2 separate regions of the Mus musculus genome follow, and region 2 is linked to region 1. The links are chromatin contacts, called in public HiChIP or PLAC-seq maps. All regions are on one chromosome and are shown on one strand. The core of a region is the stretch at or near the end of the contact, and the rest is flanking DNA. Distances in the headings are between cores, read along the strand shown. Region 1 holds the start of Cxadr (coxsackie virus and adenovirus receptor). Region 2 has its middle 29 kb from the start of Btg3.

What was found. HiChIP or PLAC-seq counts read pairs in DNA pulled down with a chosen protein or histone mark.
Region 2: an H3K27ac HiChIP or PLAC-seq map of extraembryonic endoderm stem cells shows a contact between it and region 1. The contact joins the enhancer-like site here to the promoter of Cxadr in region 1. A contact is called at or near these places in 1 of 39 promoter capture datasets (hippocampal neurons), 1 of 15 datasets of contacts at CTCF or cohesin (CD8 T cells), 10 of 484 Hi-C or Micro-C datasets (the HL-1 cell line, Sertoli cells, myocytes and 6 more) and 4 of 115 datasets of contacts at active chromatin or transcription factors (embryonic stem cells, extraembryonic endoderm stem cells and forebrain).

What each region holds. Positions count from the first base shown.
Region 1 is chr16:78,300,253-78,303,202 of GRCm38.p6, reverse strand. Cxadr (coxsackie virus and adenovirus receptor) reads right to left here and starts at 1,532. Exons shown (of 7, transcript NM_001025192.3): 1 at 1,329-1,532. The coding sequence starts at 1,371.
Region 2 is chr16:78,345,921-78,349,050 of GRCm38.p6, reverse strand. It overlaps a transcript of Cxadr not described here. Among named protein-coding and RNA genes, the nearest start is that of Btg3, 29 kb to the left of the region's middle. Within about 2 kb of position 1,315, at least 32 of the 459 cell types and tissues checked have an H3K27ac peak or open chromatin away from gene starts, as enhancers often do. A contact at or near this core is called in Sertoli cells, extraembryonic endoderm stem cells and pancreatic cancer cells, where this site is marked.

The DNA.
Region 1 (2,950 bases), core at 283-2,782:
CCTCCAATTTCTGCTTTGGATGTATTCAACTTCGGTTTGTTTTACCAAACAAAGGTGGGATTCACCGAGCAGACTGGTTCAACGACCCTTCCTGTTTTTCACAAGATTTAATTTCGAAATTTCAGCCAAGCCTAAAAGATCTGTATCCAAAAAAAAAGGTGGAGGTGGAGGCGGTGTGGTAGCCTCAGCTCCACAGATTAGACTTGTTAATAGAATGTTGATCCCATGAGTAATGTCCACAGCTGTGGCATCCAACAATGGAATTAACATTTCAGCAGGAAGCAGAGAGAGCCATCCCAGTAGAGCTGAGGCAGATCCAACAACCTTCCCAACTCCCGCAATCCTAAGCAATCCTCTTCGGAGGCTACGGTGTGTGTGCGCGTGCGTGCTTCCCAGAGTTGAACGTGTAAATCTTTTACATGACTCACTTGGCTCGAAAATTCCTCCAATTGCTTAGTATTAGGAAATGAGACCGACTTGTTAAAAACACACTTAGAAAAAGATTAATTTCTAAGTGCTAGAATGCGTATGCGTCCTGGGGTCCAGGCATTTTTTTTTTAATGCCTTATTTCCTGAAAGAGACGCTCTGCAGCTGAAAGATGTACTGGGCGATTTCTACCACCACACGCCTCACCACCTGAACGTCAATCATCATACAAAAAAAAAAAAAAAAAATCAACTTATTACAAACCCGGGCTAACTCCTCCCCAACAGCGATTTCAGACCTTCGGCTCCTAATACCTCGTCTCGGAGCTGCTGGGTCGAGCTAGCCTGTTCTTTGAGACTAAAAACCAGCAGCTTCGGTGCTTCTTTCCTAAAGGTAGCCAGGGCGACTGACACCGAACGGCTCAGTCTTCTCTCAAATAATGGCGTTGGTAATTCAGCCTCCCCGGCTTGGACTACCCGATACCTAAAAACTCGCAGCCCGGAGCTTGGAAATCGGGGAAGGCTGGCGGCACACAACACCCAGGCAGACGCGGGAAACAGACAAGGGCAGATAAAGCCAAATGGTCCCCAGGGTAAGCTGCCCTGGAGGCGCGCCCCACACGCCCCTGGGCGAGCCTCCGCCACCGCCACCGGACGATCGGGTCCCCGCTCCGCTGCCTCCCAGACGCCTCACGCCCCCTGCGCCGCTCCCGGGGACCGATGCATTCTCCGGGCTGGCGCGCGTGGTCCGGGGCAGATCACCCTGTGCATGGGTGCCCATCCGCCACTACCACGGCAGCGCCCCCCAAATTGAGCCGCCCCCTCCCCCCACGCCCCATTGTTCCCGGGAGGCCGCGAGCTGGGAGCGCAAGCGACTGGGACGGAGAGGTGCCGCAACTCACCCGCGATCCCGCACAAGAGCACGAAGCACAGTAGGCGCGCCATGGTAGCTGCCGGCCGGGTCGTGGCTTGCAGGTAAACGATCTCGGCTGGGAGCCCTGGTTTTCCCAGAGCCTGGTACACTCCCGACTGGCTCCCGGCGGTGGCAGCAGCGAAGGCACCTCTGCGCCCCGCCCCAGCTCGGCAGGTGAACGCGTCACTTCCGGCAGCACCCGGGAGCCCCTAAGCAAGAGCCCACAGTGTTGGCGCCCTGGGGTTGCCATGGAAACTGGGATCAGCCCGCGTCCCACCCCCCCTCCCCACCCCCACTCCCCTCTAAGGAACCTTCCAGTCCCAGCGGTCTTGCGCGCTGTACACCTGCTTGCGCTAGCAGCCACCTCCAGCTCTCCCGACTCCTGGTTAAATCGCTTTGTGAGCTGGGAAGCAGCGAGCCAGTCTCACTGCTGAAACAGTCACGCCCTCCTCCCCAGAGCCCAGCTCCAGGCCGGAATTGCTCCCTCTCCCTAAACCTTGAGCTAGGTTTCTTTCGACACACCACTAGCCAGCAGTCACCGCATCCTGTGGTCAGGGGTGGGGACCTCCTGGCACCCGTGTTTCCAAGGGCGATCAGAGAGCCCCGCCAATATCTTGCCTTCTTTTTGAATGGCTAGGTTCCTATTGAAGGCTCAGGAGAGGCTTTTCTTCCGCCCCTGTATACACTAGACCTATAAATTGAGGCGGCAGGTTTAACAAATACTTGGGGCTTTTCTCCTCCTTGCGATTATGAGTCGTTCCAGCCCTGAAGTTAGCCCACAGGGACAAAAGAACTTTAAAAGTGGGACCGGTTGGGGATGGCTAAGTGAACGGGAGTGGCTCTTGGAAATTAGGAATTTGAAAAGCCAGTGCAATCCCGCCCTGCAGCTCTCCCAAGCTGTTATCCTCAGACTTGCCTTTGCTAACTATTCTTGGTTGCTCTTCCCAGATTTTTTTTTTAACTGTTAGAAATGTTGAAATTCACAAGAGCCCCATATTAGGAGGTAGAAAACAGAAGAAACCAGCGTAATGGCCAAGAGTTAGGGGTCTTGGTGGGCAAGTTATTTAGAAGTGAAAGTGAAATCGTGCATTAAAAAAAAAAATGCTTGGTAGGTCCAGAGATGGCTCAACAGTTAAGAGCAATGGCTGCTCATCCACAGGTCCCGAGTTCAACTCCCAGCAACCACATAGTGGCTGGCTCACAACCATCTGTAATGGGATCAAGTACCCTCTTCTGGTATATCTGAAGACAGCGACAGTGTATTCAAATATATAAAAATAAATAAATCTTTTTTAAAAAATGCTTGCCCCCCCCCCCACAGAGCACATAGTGCTCAGCAAGTAGGGACTAATAAAGGAATATTGGGAATGCCTTGTTGCTTGTTGAACCAGAGAAAAGAGAGAAGGCAGGTGTAGGGGGTGATAGGGATGTCCCCACAGGCTCATATATTTAAATGCTTAATCACTATTTGGAAGGATTAGAAGGATTGGGTACTGCAGCCTTTTGGAGTAGGTGTGGCCTTGTTGGAGGAGGTGAATCCCTGGGGGCAGGCTTAGAGGTTTCAAAACACCCATAAGATCCTGGCTCTCTCTTGCCTCTTCCCACCTCCTC
Region 2 (3,130 bases), core at 66-2,565, 46 kb before region 1:
CTACCCTCAAAATGGAGTAGCTACAGAAAGAACGTTCATAAAGGTTAGAAATAGTCATAGGAACTTAGGAATTTCATAGGGCTTGAAAACACCGTTATGATCTACACACATCAGCAGGGCTGACAGCATACATCAGTGAGATGTGGGGACAGCATCTCTGCTGCATTAGCTGTCTGGTGTGTCGGTCGCCTTTATAGTGCTGAGGCCAGTACAAACATTTATCAGCTTCACTAGTAATGGTTGAAAGACTGCAGATGCTGGGCAAGATTATTTGCTTAACCCACGAGGCAGGAGTGATAATCCCCATTATTGTGTATTGGCATATCCCAACCTTTGAGATGTATCAGTTAGAAAACCTATCATTTAATGGTAATGTCCCTTGTTTAGAACATGTCGAAATAGAGGTTTAAAGGAATACAGCCTTTTGAAAGGCAGTTAGACTTTTAAGGTGTGTATGTTTTCACCTAGCAACTACTTCAAGAAATTTATCTACAGAAGTACTTGGATGGGGCTATCATCTATGTAAAAGTGTTTAGTATATTTTTGGGTGACAAAAAAAAATAGCCATAACAAATGAGCAACTAAATAAAATTTAAACCATCTATACAAGGTAGTATGAAAAATGCTATGTGGCTATGAAAAAAAGAATGGATAAAGTAATAATAACAAAATATTATAGGTGGAAACATGAAAGTATCCTATCTAAAATGCTGTGTGTTGTATGAGTAAAACACTATTTTGACAGTATATTCAGAAGAAGGAGAAAGGGGCTAAATACAGACAATTCTATTCTGCTTCTTTGGATTTTTCTGCTAAACGTTCATACTCCATAACCTTTTTTTAATGGCTTTTTAAAAAAAAATTTATTTTAAAGGGATATTATGATATGCTATGATAAAAACTAACACAATAAACAAATAGAAAGAAAGAGCCCAAGAGAGAAAACAAGAATCGGAGACCCACTTTCTCACACACTCAGGAATCCCATAGAACACTGAACTGGAAGCCCTGACTTCACAACCTTTTTCCTGGGGGAGTAAAAGCATCTAAAAAAGCATTTTAAGGTCAATTCGTTTATTTTTAGCTAATACAAGATGAGAAATAGCCTGTGGACATACACAAGAAATACATACTTGATATACAAAATGCTTTGTCGAAACCTTTGCAATAGTGAAGGATTATAACGCCCCCGTGTAGTGCAAGAGCATAAAGCCAGTAAAAGAGTGACCTGAGTCTGCCTTACAGAGAACGTCCTGGTCTGTGACAGGGCTGCGATAACGTGCGGAATGTCATGAGAATGGAATGTGGCATAGAGGGTTCGTTTGCTTGTTCTTGACACAAGGTCTGTGAGGCACACAGTCCTCATACTCGCCATAGAGCTGAGAAGGGCCTTGAACTCCCCCTTCCCCTGTCTCTACCTCCGAGGGATTGGGATTATGGGTAGGAGCCACCAGGCCTGGCTTAGACCTTGCTCATTGTGAAATGAGAGCTGTAAGATGCTGTGGTACCGGGCAAGCATTAACACTCAGTGTGTTTCTTTCCATGAGGTCAGGACTGATGATAGGACCTGCTCAGTACCTGCCCAGGGTGGCATACGCATGAAAGTCTCAGCACTTGGGTGCCCGAGGCAGGAAGATTACAAGTTCAAGGCCAGCCAGCATACACTGTATGGCTAGGCTTTATCTCACAAAACAACAAAACAAAACAAAAAACCTAATCTTCAGGCTTATGCAGTGGTAGTTCGTGTATATGTATACACATAATGAATTGCACCTAGCCTCTTGGGAATTAAGTACTGTACTTTCTGTTCCACCACAACCCTGTGTGTGTGTGTGTGTGTGTGTGTGTGTGTGTGTGTGTGTGTGTGTGTGTCCTGATACTGTGTGCCTTACAGAGAGAATACTGAGTATTAAACTGCCTGGTACTGTAACTAGAGAACTTTGAACTCGGGCACTGTAACTCTAGAATGCAAGCTTTTAAGAGCTGAGGAACAAAAGTTTACACATTGTCTTGCACTGTTAATAATACTATGTGATATTTTTTACTTATTTACTTTTTAAAGGAAACAATGAGGTGTTGTTTCTAGTAGATCTGTTAGGCTAGATTTTAATGAAATATAAGTTAAATTTTAATGAAAAATAAAACCCCTCTAAAAGTCATTGTCCACAAGAGGGCATCATAATCTTTTTATTGTCAGAGCTAAAGGTTGGATTCCAAGTACTGACCCCTTGATGTGAAATGTTAAGAGGTATAGCTATAGTGGTAGAAATTGTTAAGTGTTCATAGTTGTATACAATTAACATTTCTTTATTACTATGTTTTTATGTCATAGAAGTGGTAAGTACTTCACCCCTGTGGCAGATACAGCCTCTGCTGAAATGTTAGAGGAGGGAGGACGCCACGTTTCCTTCTCGGCACCGCTCTTAGATTAGCATATGGAAAAGGTGTTTTCAGTCTCACAGTTAATATGTATGTTCCTTATTGGGTTAATGAGTCTTTGTCATTTGACAGTAGGCTGCAGATCTCTTAAATGTCCCGTCAAGTATGTCACTATATAATTTATAGTGCTGATGGTGACGGGGAGTAATCACTCCAGGGGCCTGAAATGTACAAAATAATCCCCTGACTGCGAACTTGTAAGTATACAACACAGGCAAACGTGGTCATTCATGAAACTGGAAACATTGCGTGTATGTGGTATAGAGCAATAACCAGACTCGTCTCCACGGCAGTGAAAGTAAGGTGATGGGGCTGAAGGAGGCTGGGGACCATCAGCCTTTGCCCTAGAGCTCCAGCCTGGGAGCAGTCTTTAATGTGTTTAAACTGGTATGGTAGCTTATACTTGTCATCCCAACTCAAGACCCTGAGGCAGGAGGATCTACCCAAGTTTGAAGCCAGCCTGGGCTACGTAGTGGGTTCCAGGCCAACCTAGGTTATAGAATGAAGACCTTTCTCAAAAAATTTTTTTCTAATTTTTTGTGCCCTGTATGCGATCAGCGTACAGCTAGGAAAACAAATATAGCCAAGTTAGGGGCTGTACAAAATCTCTCTGGTTGGGGATGTCACTCAGGTACAGGGCTTGCCTAGAATGTATTGTGTGTATTGAGCAACTGTTCCAAACTATATACAT